3 separate regions of the Mus musculus genome follow, and regions 1 and 3 are each linked to region 2. A link is a contact called in public Hi-C and HiChIP or PLAC-seq data. All regions are on one chromosome and are shown on one strand. Each heading gives the region's core, a stretch centred on a gene start, on an enhancer-like site or on the middle of the called end of the contact. The rest is flanking DNA. Distances are from core to core; before and after follow the strand shown.

Evidence for each region. A called contact is a pair of places that touch in the nucleus more often than the background predicts. HiChIP or PLAC-seq counts read pairs in DNA pulled down with a chosen protein or histone mark.
Region 1: an H3K27ac HiChIP or PLAC-seq map of microglia shows a contact between it and region 2, with 4 times the contacts expected there. The contact joins two enhancer-like sites. A contact is called at or near these places in 2 of 115 datasets of contacts at active chromatin or transcription factors (microglia and neural progenitor cells) and 1 of 9 other capture datasets (embryonic stem cells).
Region 3: a contact with region 2 is called in a Hi-C map of bone marrow-derived macrophages, with 22 read pairs. The contact joins two enhancer-like sites. A contact is called at or near these places in 7 of 484 Hi-C or Micro-C datasets (arterial endothelial cells, bone marrow-derived macrophages, embryonic stem cells and 2 more), 1 of 115 datasets of contacts at active chromatin or transcription factors (microglia) and 1 of 9 other capture datasets (embryonic stem cells).

Annotation. Positions count from the first base shown.
Region 1 is chr6:5,157,454-5,161,597 of GRCm38.p6, forward strand. Ppp1r9a (protein phosphatase 1, regulatory subunit 9A) reads left to right here. Exons shown (of 16, transcript NM_001363809.1): 15 at 636-818; 16 at 2,099-4,144. The coding sequence ends at 2,299. Among named protein-coding and RNA genes, the nearest start is that of Gm46949, 5.5 kb to the left of the region's middle. Within about 2 kb of position 2,063, at least 14 of the 459 cell types and tissues checked have an H3K27ac peak or open chromatin away from gene starts, as enhancers often do. A contact at or near this core is called in microglia, where this site is marked.
Region 2 is chr6:4,796,199-4,799,895 of GRCm38.p6, forward strand. It overlaps LOC115486327 (a long non-coding RNA gene), which reads right to left. Exons shown (of 4, transcript XR_003956394.1): 3 at 532-793. Among named protein-coding and RNA genes, the nearest start is that of Gm20714, 18 kb to the right of the region's middle. Within about 2 kb of position 2,388, at least 16 of the 459 cell types and tissues checked have an H3K27ac peak or open chromatin away from gene starts, as enhancers often do. A contact at or near this core is called in bone marrow-derived macrophages and microglia, where this site is marked.
Region 3 is chr6:5,092,144-5,096,167 of GRCm38.p6, forward strand. All of the region lies in intron 6 of Ppp1r9a (protein phosphatase 1, regulatory subunit 9A), which reads left to right. Among named protein-coding and RNA genes, the nearest start is that of Gm52886, 39 kb to the left of the region's middle. Within about 2 kb of position 1,473, at least 79 of the 459 cell types and tissues checked have an H3K27ac peak or open chromatin away from gene starts, as enhancers often do. A contact at or near this core is called in bone marrow-derived macrophages and microglia, where this site is marked.

The sequences.
Region 1 (4,144 bases), core at 813-3,312, 360 kb after region 2:
GGCAGAGTCTGGAATTTGCAATGAGCATCTTGTTAAGCTCTTATTGCTTATATTGTGTTGTCTAAGAGAGATTGTGTGAGCTTTTCAATCCTCAGTTCCCTCATGTCTTAAAGAAACTGTAGGTGTTGGCGCCCTACCTTCCACAGAGGTGTGCTTTCTGCTCCGATAAAACAATAGCTGTGAAGTTTCCCTGTGAAGGCTTGGGGGCTTTGAGACTTTTCCTGTAGAATAAAGGAGACCTTGATATTTTTAAAGTGTTTTAAATATAACTTTACTGTCTTCTAACAGAATAAATTTAAATGATGTATCACATGTACAGAACTATGAAATAATTATTTTCCACATGTAACTATATCTTCAGGCTTACTTATTATAAAATCATCCATGTCAGTGTGTACTTTTTTGATTTTTTAACTTCCTACACCTTTAATGGTACTTTTTTAATGGGATATCTTTAGATTTCCATCTACCAGAATCAGATAGGTAATAGACATGTTTCTTCTAACATAAGTAGAACTCTTATGTATGATTTACAAGTAAATGCAGCTCTTGTAACTTGAGAAATTACTTTACTAGCATAATATGAGCCATACTTTTTAAGTCATTTACCAATGCTGCATACATTTCTGTCTCAGATCCTTGACGATGGACAGTCTCCCAAACACACTCAGAGTCAGAATCGGGCCGTTCATGAATGGAGTGTGCAGCAGGTGTCCCACTGGTTAATGAGCCTCAGTCTGGACCAGTACGTGCCTGAATTCAGTGCCCAGAGCATCAGTGGGGAGCAGCTCCTGCAGCTGGATGGAAATAAACTGAAGGTAAAGAATGCTTCGTCTGTGCTAGTTACTAGTTATGCATATTACTTTTAGCACCTGACATGGTTGATCTGCACATCCATGTGGTAGTTTTCGTCAGTACTTACCAGAAAAGATACTGAATAATTTTCAGTAGGGAAAAAAAAAAAAAAACCCTTCAAGAAGCCCATCACAGGTTTTGACTAGAAATAGGCTGCTGACTAAGAGAGTTAGAGGCCTTTTCCTTTACTTCACCTGGCGGCGCATGACTCCTTTATCAAAATCATTCACTGCCCATGCACTGTTCAGTTTTAATAATGCCCAGTATGAATCTTCCTTTCTTCCCTTTCTTCATTTCTCCTCCGTGCTCCACCCCCTCCTGCTCAGTACATGAAAACTGAAACATCACCAACTTTCTTCCCAGTACACCAAGCCATCCTCCCTGTCACCTCCACTGCACCTTCATTTCTGCTCATCTGGCCCTTCTCTCTTAGAGACAGAGGTGGTACCCAACTCTACCGAGAAAGGGCAAGAGGAGGGTACAGCCAGCTCTACACACCCCTCCCCACTGCTCGGCTGATGGATAGATAAGTATCTCTCGACAGTCTTTGAAAAGGTTAGCAATCAATCAATAGCTGTGAATATGAAGGCCCATTGACAACTGTCCCTGTTAGGAAGATGAATGCATCCTGCTGTGGATGCTGAAGGTCAGGAAACATTTGAAGTTCACAATAGTCTTCCTCAATTTTGAAGTGCAAGCTCATCCAGCCACTTAGTCATCATAATCAGACTTCATTTATAGGTCTGCCTTTGCGGAGACAATGGCGGAGAGATGCAGACATGGGCATCCTGGCCCCAAAGACATTGTTGGTTCTCACTGTAAATAACTACATTGGCAGAAGGGAAGCCATTTTTGTTTTGCCCACCCATCTTGGAGCCTTTTGTAGCAGCAGGTGCTCTCAGTTACCCTTTGAAACTATTGATGACTTTAGCAATACTTTAGCCGAAGGTTGGAGAAGCAGGATTGTGCCCTTTCTGTTTATTCCCTCCCTAGTCACCAATTTGGAGAGTATTTTCTTGATGACTTCTGGAGTGTATTTTGCAAAGAACTTCAGAGAACAATGCCCAGATCCTCAGGGCATACAGAATTTAGCACCTGTGGTCTGCTTTTTCCTCAGCCTTGACCTCCTGCTTCCACGTTTAACTAAGGTCATGAGATTAAACATAGTGTGGTGGTTTCCTCATCATAAACAAAGAGGTCAGCAGTTTTTCAGAGTCCTTTTGTACATGTGTTTCCTCTGTAGGCTCTTGGAATGACATCATCCCAGGACCGGGCACTGGTTAAAAAAAAACTGAAGGAAATGAAGATGTCTCTCGAGAAGGCTCGCAAGGCCCAGGAGAAAATGGAAAAACAAAGAGAGAAGCTGAGGAGGAAGGAACAAGAGCAAATGCAGAGGAAGTCTAAGAAGTCGGAAAAGATGACTTCCACAGCCGATCAACCGTGAGCAGTGAGGCCTCACCTCTTCCAGTAGTTGGGGAAGTTTGAGAGAAGTCCCGCCCCTTCCTGCCCCCACTCTCCTGCCGAGGATGAAGAAGAAATTGATGGGATAACACCATTGTAGGCGGTTAAAGAACTGTGTGTTGAATGCACTCTTGATTTTAACCTCCTAAAATAACCCCTCGCCATCACCTTTGGTTTATTGACAAACCAGAATTATCATTTTTGTCTTCTACTTACCAACATCCAATGTTGTGTTAAGTGTGCAGTGCCACTCGTAGGAGCAGCCTGACCCAGCCAATGAGAGCAGGACTCACTCTGGGGCTGTGAGTGGAGTACCCAGAATTCTCAGTGAGAGCCCCTGAAACTGAGGTGGTAGCTTCTGACTGTGGGTGTAGAGATGATACCTGCCTTGAGATAGGGGAGTGCCCCTCAATTCTGACTGTAGAGCAAGTCAGTTCTGTTGTGGGGATGTGGGTGCCCAGCACACAATTGCCAACTGAGGGAAAGAGGAAACAAGTGTGCTATCCACTTGCTGGGAATCAGAATGAGAGGGAAAAATAGTAGCTATTTAATTCTAGAAGGGAAAAGCCTTAAGCACACAGATGTGGGTGTACTTTGGGGCTTGGAGGACAGCATTTTCCTCCAGGTATTGTTGAACAAAGAAGAAGAAAACGTCAGAGTGTAGTGCAACCATGGATGTTGGGATCTGCTGCGTTGTTTGCCAGTGCTGCACCAAGTGTTTGACCAGCACTGACAAACTGCACAGCTCCTTCCCCAGCCACACACTGAGCCGGAAACTGACTTTGAAGGAAACCAATGTCTTCAGGTTTCTTCTCCTGGGACATTCTGGCTGGCCTTCACAATCATGAAGTTGTCACATATTTTCTACTCAGAATTTCCCAAGTGGGCTCAGTTAGTGTTTTAACAAATGTGCTTTTAAGGACTTAAACGTAGAGATACTGGTTAGAAATTTAAGATTTGAGTAACAGTCAACCACAGAACTTTTTTTCTTGTTTTTTTGTACACATAATTCTTTCCTGTGAAGGACAGCCATCTTTTACATTTTAGAGACATTTTGAATGACTTTCTAAGCCATTCTCTTCCATATTCTAGAGAGTTACAGATTTGTGGAAAACAGTACACGGGACAGACTTTTACAGTGTAAGAGCTGATGTTTCTTAAGTCCAGTATTAGGGATTCCAGTCTTTCACCACCCTGAGTTGAGTGCAGGAGACTAGGGGAGGAGGAGAACAGAAACTCTTCTGGAGACATTTCACACCCTGGGGGTTTTATTTATTTGCTTGCCTTTAGTTTTGCTCTTTTTGCTTATGTATCTAACTCTCATTACTGCATTAATTCTAAAAACCTGATATCATTTGCTTTCGGATGGACTGATTTCAGAGTAGAGCTGGAGGCCAGATGAAACCTTGGACTTCAGGGTATTTCCTTCCTTTCCCCCAGCAGGCCCTTGTGCTGCCCGCAGGCCTGTACACATCTCCTCTGCATGCACAGGTATGCAGGGCCTGCATCAGGCTCCAGAGTTAGGACAGGAATCTGATAGGATAGAGGTCGGCTGCCTGTGTGGCCTCACTTTGTATTTTAACATTGTGACTTTTCATTTTTATCGTTATTACTATTTTTGTAACATGAATTCTGACATTATCTGAACTAGAAACTTAATCCTATCCTTTCTCCCAGAGCCTGCTTCTGTTTCTGGCCCGAGCACTTCTGTAAGTTCTGGTCCTTCTGGTACAGATTCACGTCAGTCCGAAACATGATGTGGGAGTCTCATTACGCTCTGCACAAACCAGACCTGCTTCACGGTTTTCTCGAGGAGTAGGGTGCTGGG
Region 2 (3,697 bases), core at 1,138-3,637:
TTAGTGATGAGAGCCCAGGCACTTGTGGCATCATGTTAATTTGTAGGTTTTTATGACAGGTAACTCCCCGAATTGCCTTGTGTTTTCTTTGTTTCTATGTGAAGTAACCATCTTTACACCTCACCTAGCAAACTCATTCTAATTTCATTTTTCTCAATACTTTCCTCAAGTGCCTATAAACAGAGAATGCCTCAAGTGAAGCCGGGGCTTTGCACATGCTAGACAAGATAGCTACATCCTCAACTCCTGAGTGCTTTTTGAATTATCTTTAAATTGCTGATACCAGAAGATAATTCTTATAAGCCTTGCCATTTTCTGCATTGTTTTCTGAACAGAAGTCAGAAATACTGTCTTCCTGTTTTCTGAATTATCTCTTCAGGATGCTCATGTAACAAACAGCCTTGGAAGGCCCAGCATTTCCTTTCTGAGCAGAGCAGAGACTTGTTCAGGGTCAGTGGAACATAGCCTCAGGCTTCCCTGCAGCTCTGGGATCAAGGATGTTGAGTGTGCGTTACAAAAGACACAGCTTACCTGGGATCTGGCTTCCTGCTCTAAAATGCAAATTTCTGAGTGTACAGATGTCACCAGTGTCACGTCCAAGCAAGTCTTTGGACTAAGTCACTTTCCACAGCAGGAGCAAGGACTGGGGTCTGCTAGTGTTGCCATGACTTCCCCATCTGAGAATACACCCTGTCTACAGGCTCTCTGGTGTGTGGTCAGGCCTTGTCTCCTTCTTGACAACGGTGATTGGTGACCTCTTTCCCAGTTTTGTCCCTTTGTCATCTCTGAAATACTGGTAGGGAAAAAAAAAGGTTTCTGTCACCTAAGAGACAGCAAACAAAAAAACAACAAAGACAAAACAAATCGAAAACACGGTGTGCTCTTCTGTTTCCTATCTGTGTGCTTACATCAGCTAAGAAAATGCTTTCCTACCAGTAGAAGAGGGACCAGCTCTTTGTGATGGGCGTGGAGCTCTTTTCTATGTCTGCTTTCTCTTGTGTCTGAGCTTAGAGAAGGAAAGCAGAGAACTTGCTCTCAGGCTTTCTGATAGAGGAAAGCTTGCACTTTCTGTTTGGTGATTTCAAATAGTTTTCTACTTCCAGAGGGAATTCATCAATTAGATTATAAGTCTTACAAAAAGAAAGAACTGCTTGGATTGGTTCATACATACCAGGGAGGTATTCTGTAAATGTAAGATTCCTAGAATTTCTGGAATAAACCAAATTATATATATATATATTTTTATAGAGTTTACACATAATGGCACTGCAGTGCCCAGGAACAAAGCAATCTCCAAGTTCACAAAGGAAAAAAGAGGAAGATGTAAGAGGAAGTCAGTAGAAGATACATAGGAAACTGGGCTTGTAAAAAAGTGAGTATATATATATATATATATATATATATATATATATATACACACACACACACACACATATATATATGTGTGTGTGTGTGTGTGTGTTTGTGTGTGTGTATGTATATGTATATAACTTATTACACATACACATATTATATGCTTACAAAAATGTTGTATACATACATTACGTATTTGTATATAGTATATGATATAGATAAAGATATGTAGATATCACTCTTAAGCATCCATTCTTAAGAAACTTAATACAGAAGCAATTTCATACAAGAATCCAAACTTACACAATCATGGTGAAACCTGAGAGAAATCCAACTCTATTTGCAATGTGAGATTAAAGAAAGGATCCTCCTTAAGTCTCTGTGGACCTCCTTGGGCAAGGAATACGCACTCAGAGAGAAGGCAGAACCCTCAGTACGTTTCCATGTAAACACGTTCTTTAAGGCTGAACTAATGTAGGAAACCTTGGAAAGTTTAACTCACCATGTACTCAAATATATTTCTCAAAGTACTATATGATGATGAAATGAGCATAGAGACATAGTACTGATTTTTAACTAAAATTACTTTAACCTCCAATGAATTGCCTGACTAAGAAGAATAAGTTTAACGACTTTCTTAAATGCAAATAAATCTCTTTAGTGAAATATTTTTTAAAAGCTGAAGACTGGACTTTTGCCACAAGTTCCAAGTATGGAGTTTTTCTTTGCATTTAGGAGCTGTGTCTGTGATATAAACTCACAGAGAAGTTTTCTTCTGAGTCACACTGTAGACAATGGAAAGTATACTAAGTAAACATAGATAATTCAGTATTTCCTTTCCTTTCGAAGGGGACAATTCTCAGCTCCCTATCTTTACCAGATTTTTATAGAGTTTACACATAATGGCACTGCAGTGCCCAGAAACAAAGCAATCTCCAAGTTCACAAAGGAAAAAAGAGGAAGATGTAAGAGGAAGTCAGTAGAAGATACATAGGAAACTGGGCTTGTAAAAAAGTGAGTCAGATAAACAACACTGCAGAAGTCTATGGAAAAAAATCCAATGTTGCACGTGTACACACACAAAGAGGAAAGGCATGATCTCAGATTCAAATGATAACCACTCCACCAAAGCTCATTACTGAAGAAGTATGTACAGTGATCAAAGAAGACAAGACTATTGACCCCTGACCACTACAAGCACATAAACTCACAAAAATCCATCTCTCTCTCTCTCTCTCTCTCTCTCTCTCTCTCTGTCTGTCTCTCTTGTATGTGCACTTGCTTGCGCGCACGCATACACACACACACACACACACACACACACACACACACACACACACACACACGTTGGTGTTTTATAAACTTCAAAGCAGGAAGTGGCAAGGTAGGAGATGGTAGGAGTCTCTTACACTGAAAACATGATTTGCAATTTGGAGAGACAGATTGTTTACTGTAATTTTTCTGAAGTGGTCCATCTTGTTCAAGGCAGAAATCCCTCATAATGATGATAGGCATTCAAATCATCCTTGGTGAAATTAGATAGGTTAAAAAAATACAAATGAGTGATGTCATGCTTGTCTAAGAGTGCCAGAGAGGACGGGAAGACTGAGAATCTCTTAATGAGAGTCTGACTATCACTAAGTCTTGCAGCCACACTTAGCAGGCTGGACAGAAGGATGGAAGCATCGAGGCTGTCTGCAGAACTGAGGCATCTCCTTTTATGATCCCAGATTTACTGTTTAAAGTAAAACAGAAAGAGAGAGAGAGAGAGAGAGAGAGAGAGAGAGAGAGAGAGAGAGAGAGAAAGAAAGAAAGAGCAATCAGCCTTTGAGAGCTGATTTGATACACAATGTATCAAATGACAGACTCATAAAGAACTTGTACTCTGAAGAGATATTCAGTAGTTGAGAATACTGGCTTCTCCTATAGAGGACATGAGTTCAATTCCCAGCTCCCACATGGCATCTCCCAACCATCTGTAACTCTAGTCTCAGGGTGGTCCAGCGCCCTCTTCTGGCACCTGTAGGCACTACACACACTAGGTGCACAGATATCATGAAAGCAGATAAAACAAGAAGAACTGGCACCCAGGCACATAAAACAAAAAGAACTGGGAGTTTCTAATTTCCTCCAAGTCAAGATGGGAATGAGGTTTCAGGGTAGTATTAGGCTAAGCAATTTATATCATTCACGATATTAATGTGTATTTTTCCTCACAAGCAGCCATATTGTACATAAGGCATCTTTGTGTATATATATATACTGTGCATGAAATGAGCCTCAATCAGAAGGAATTTTAATGTAAGGTAACTTTATTAGCTGTAGAAAGGCCTGGAACTGTTCT
Region 3 (4,024 bases), core at 223-2,722, 300 kb after region 2:
GGGCAGATACTCCCACAGTGCAATCATTTAACTTGGTGTGATCGCTGGTGGCTCCTTGGTTCTGTACAGAATCAGCTTCTCCCTGGCAGGCTCGGGGTGCTGTGCACAGTGAGGTGCTCGGGGTGCTGTGCACAGTGAGATGGCAGCCTCACGACCCTGTGTGTGTGTGTGTGTGTGTGTGTGTGTGTGTGTGTGTGTGTCAAAGGCACACGTCTCCATTCCCTGGTACACCCTCCACTACTTGAGTTATTGATTTACGACAAGTGGAAACATCAGTGCGCTGGGTTTCTAAGGTATATCCTGAGGCTTTATCGGAATTCTACAGGTTGGACTATTGTGTGACTTAGAATTCTGTTCGCAGTGCTCTTCTCCAGTGTTAGACTCACAGGATTCCCTTATTGTTTGTCTTGGTCACTTTGATCAGTCACCCACAGGTGTGTCCTATCATGGGATAATCTATCAGATGCCATGGACTCTATAGAGACAAGAGAGGAAGACGGCTGGGAACCAGCTTCTCCATACAGCTCTTCCCCATGATCCCTGTGAGCAGAGGCTTGCGGGGGCTTTGTTTCAAATTAGCTTTTCAGAAATGTCATACAGCCTAAAAGTGAATGCAGGTTGTGCCTCTTTTAGGGCAGTTCAAAGACTTGCTTATCTGACGCTGTTTAAAATTGGAGGCAGAGGCAGGCAGATTTCTGAGTTCGAGGCCAGCCTGGTCTACAGAGTGAGTTCCAGGACAGAGAAACCCTGTCTCAAAAAAACAAAAACAAAAACAAAACTAAACTAAACTAAAAAAATCGGAGTTTCCTAAGGCCACAACCCTAGTAAACTTCCTCTATTTGAAATCTGTATTCTCCTAGCAGTTCCCTGAATTTGAACTTCCTTTTTCAGCCATCTCTTAATTCTAGCCTTAATTTTAAACTGTTCAAAGCCATAAACTTCTGTTTCATTCCTGTTTAATAGTATCTTCGTATATTTTCTATTTTACTATAAGGAGAGAAAACAGAGAGGCAACCCCTGAGGCTGGGTTTGGCATCCTCTTTCTGAGATGGTACTGTTTACTAGACATTCCCTGTGTCTCCCTGAGGAGCTGATGCTCACCCTGAACATTCTGCCATGTTAACAGCCTGCCTTTCAGGTTTCCTCGAACAATATGTTTAGGGTAGTTTAAACTAATCCATTCCTTAGAATCTATCTAGCCTTCGCCCACTGCCCACTTCCAAAGCCACATCCCTATTATTTTCTCTGCTTTGTTTTGGCAGCCTCCCTTCCTGTGTGAATCCCCTTCCTTCTAAAACATCACCACCCACCAAAACATAGCAACTTAGAATAAGAAATGTCTCTACAGTACACTGTGAGCTCGTTCATCCGGATCTTTCTAAGCTCACATCTGTCCCAAGGCCGACAGTAAGGTGTCAGCCAGAGCTGTGGCCATCTAAGCGCTCAACTGGGAGAGGGTCTGCATCCAAACACACTCGCAGCTGTCGACAGGATGCAGAAGAGCCATTTCCAAGCTCCCTCATGTGACTGTTGGTAAACCTCTGTTTCCTGCTGGCTGTTGGCCAGACATCTCAGAACCTTGTAATGTGGCCCCTTCCTGCTCAGAACCTGGACTCCTGCTTCCCAATAGTGAGGACACAGAGAACAAGCCAGGACAAAAGAGGCACAAGTCACACTTCCTGTAACTAAGTTAGTTACTTCCCTTGTATTTAGCTGCAGCTGAATTGCTAGGTCCAGTCCACACTGGAGAGGAAGGATCCCAGTAGAGCACAGGAAGCAGTGTCACGGAGGTCATTGTGCCACTGAGACACCATGGCCAAAAAAAATAAAATAAAAGAGTGACCTTGGTTTTGAGTATGCCGGTACAAACTAAAGAAAACATTAAAATCCAAAGCTAATTAATGAAGTAGCAAAATTGATACAGAGTACTGAAGAAAAGAAACATGAATTTGAGTAGTTGGAAGAGATTTTACTTAAAGATCTCTAGTTAAAATTGCTATGATAATAATTTATCAGCAGTGTGGTAGGTGAATGAGCTGAGCCCCTGAAGATTGGGAACCCAGGGCTATCCGAGTAATCTAGGTATTTAAACATTTCTCCACTCAAGGCCTGGATAGATGGCTCATCAGCTAAGCACTCTTCCTGCTTGTGCAGAGATCTAGCTTCAGGTCTCAGGACCCATGCTGGGTCCACCAAGGGAGAATCCTATGCCTTTATCCTCCAAGGATATCAACAGTCGTGTGCATGCACCCCTGCATAAACACACACTTACACATAATTTAAAATAGTAAAAATAGATCTTTTAAAAACTGTTTTTCTTCTTGGAGACTAGGTACTGACAAGGATATGAAAACCAACAAGCATTCTCTGAAATAAAGTTTGAGATGCCATAAACAGGTAAAAACATGCACACATCTGAATGTGCTCATGCACAGACTCTCTGTCTCTTGCCATGTGATCTACTGAGCCAGCTCATAGCTCTGTCTGCCGGTAAGGAGATTACTATCATGTGTGGCCCCTTAACTTTGAACTTCGAGAACTGTGAGCTGAAACACCCCTCTCTCTAAAGTTCAAACAACCAAGCTCACAAACCCGGTACATTTTAAGGGACTTAGTAAAGGGTAGAGTGATGAATATGCCTCACAGGCCAGGCATCACACTGGAGATTTGTGTAATTAGTTACTTGAATCCCCTTAATATACAATGACATTGAAATCTTTCAACTTTTCTCTGGGCCTCAGGCTTTTCTGGAGACCTGCTCTCTCTAGTCCCAAAGACGTGCTTTTGTTGTAATACTCTGTAGTTATCCTGTCCAAACAAGAGGGGGAAGATAGTCCTAGTGAGAAGGTCTCACGGTCTGTAAGTGTGTTCTTGCCTGGGGTAGAGCCCTGAGTGTGTCACTCATGTGTGTCGTTAGAACAGTCTCAGAAGAAAGTGCTTCACAGCGCTGCAGTAATGTTTAGACTCTTCAGTGGCTCAATATTTCAAAACTAGGCCACACGGACGTCACTGACCCAGCTTGGAAAAGGAGATGTTCTTTGTGGGGAAGATGCTTTTTGCTAGAATCTTGTGGATGGAGAATGTGTTTAACTGTACTTCACACTGAAAAGTCGAGCTAGCATCAGTGCCTTGTCTGAGGTCTTGCTCTATAGACAGAGTTCTCCTCTATTTTCTCTCAGAATTAAGTCTGAGAATATATGTAACTGGATTCAAATCCAGTAAACAAATTCCCACAAACTGCATAATTAAGGCTATTTTTATGATTAGCACCACTTAGTGTCCCAGGATTCACCAGAGTAAACATTGCTATAGCAAAAATGACTGCAAATGGTTGAGCCTAGCAAGAGAAAATCCCCAGTAGGGCCATTTCGGCCTCAGCTGCAGCTGTGCTTAACGGCATTTCATACTGGAAAGCTGAGATTAACAGGAAAATCAGGCTCTGCCATAGTGTGCAGATGTGGCTGCAACTGTCTTAATTTATTCAGCAAACATTTGTTCAGGGCCTCCTGCGTGCCAAACTGGCCACTGGGATTCCAGGGATAAATTGTACCTGGCACAGTTAAGGAGCTTCCATTTGATGGGAAAAGGCAGATGTGACTGAGAGTTGGAGGTGTGCACGGGGCCAAAGGACAGGGAGCCTCACTTCACAGGGTGTGCGTGGATAGGCATCGTGGACCATGCCGACAGACGTGTGGAGAGGCTGTGAGACACTGAGGCACAGGACTTTGCTTGAGTTTGATATAACTTGCTCCACACTTGTAACACAAGAAAAGGAGTCAGTTTAGGAAAGGAATGTCTTATGTCAAAATACTGATAAAGGATGTATGCGTGGAGTCCTGAGGAATCTCAGGTACAAGGCAACAGCTGGGTGAACGTGTGCTTACCAGATAGAGGCTTTCGGAGGCTTCAGGCTCTGGCACCACCGCAATGTTGGCACCAACAACACCAATCACAAACATCAGCTCTTTTGACTATCTGTCATTTGTCATTCTGTTAAATGCTTTCCGGGCACCATGTCATTTAA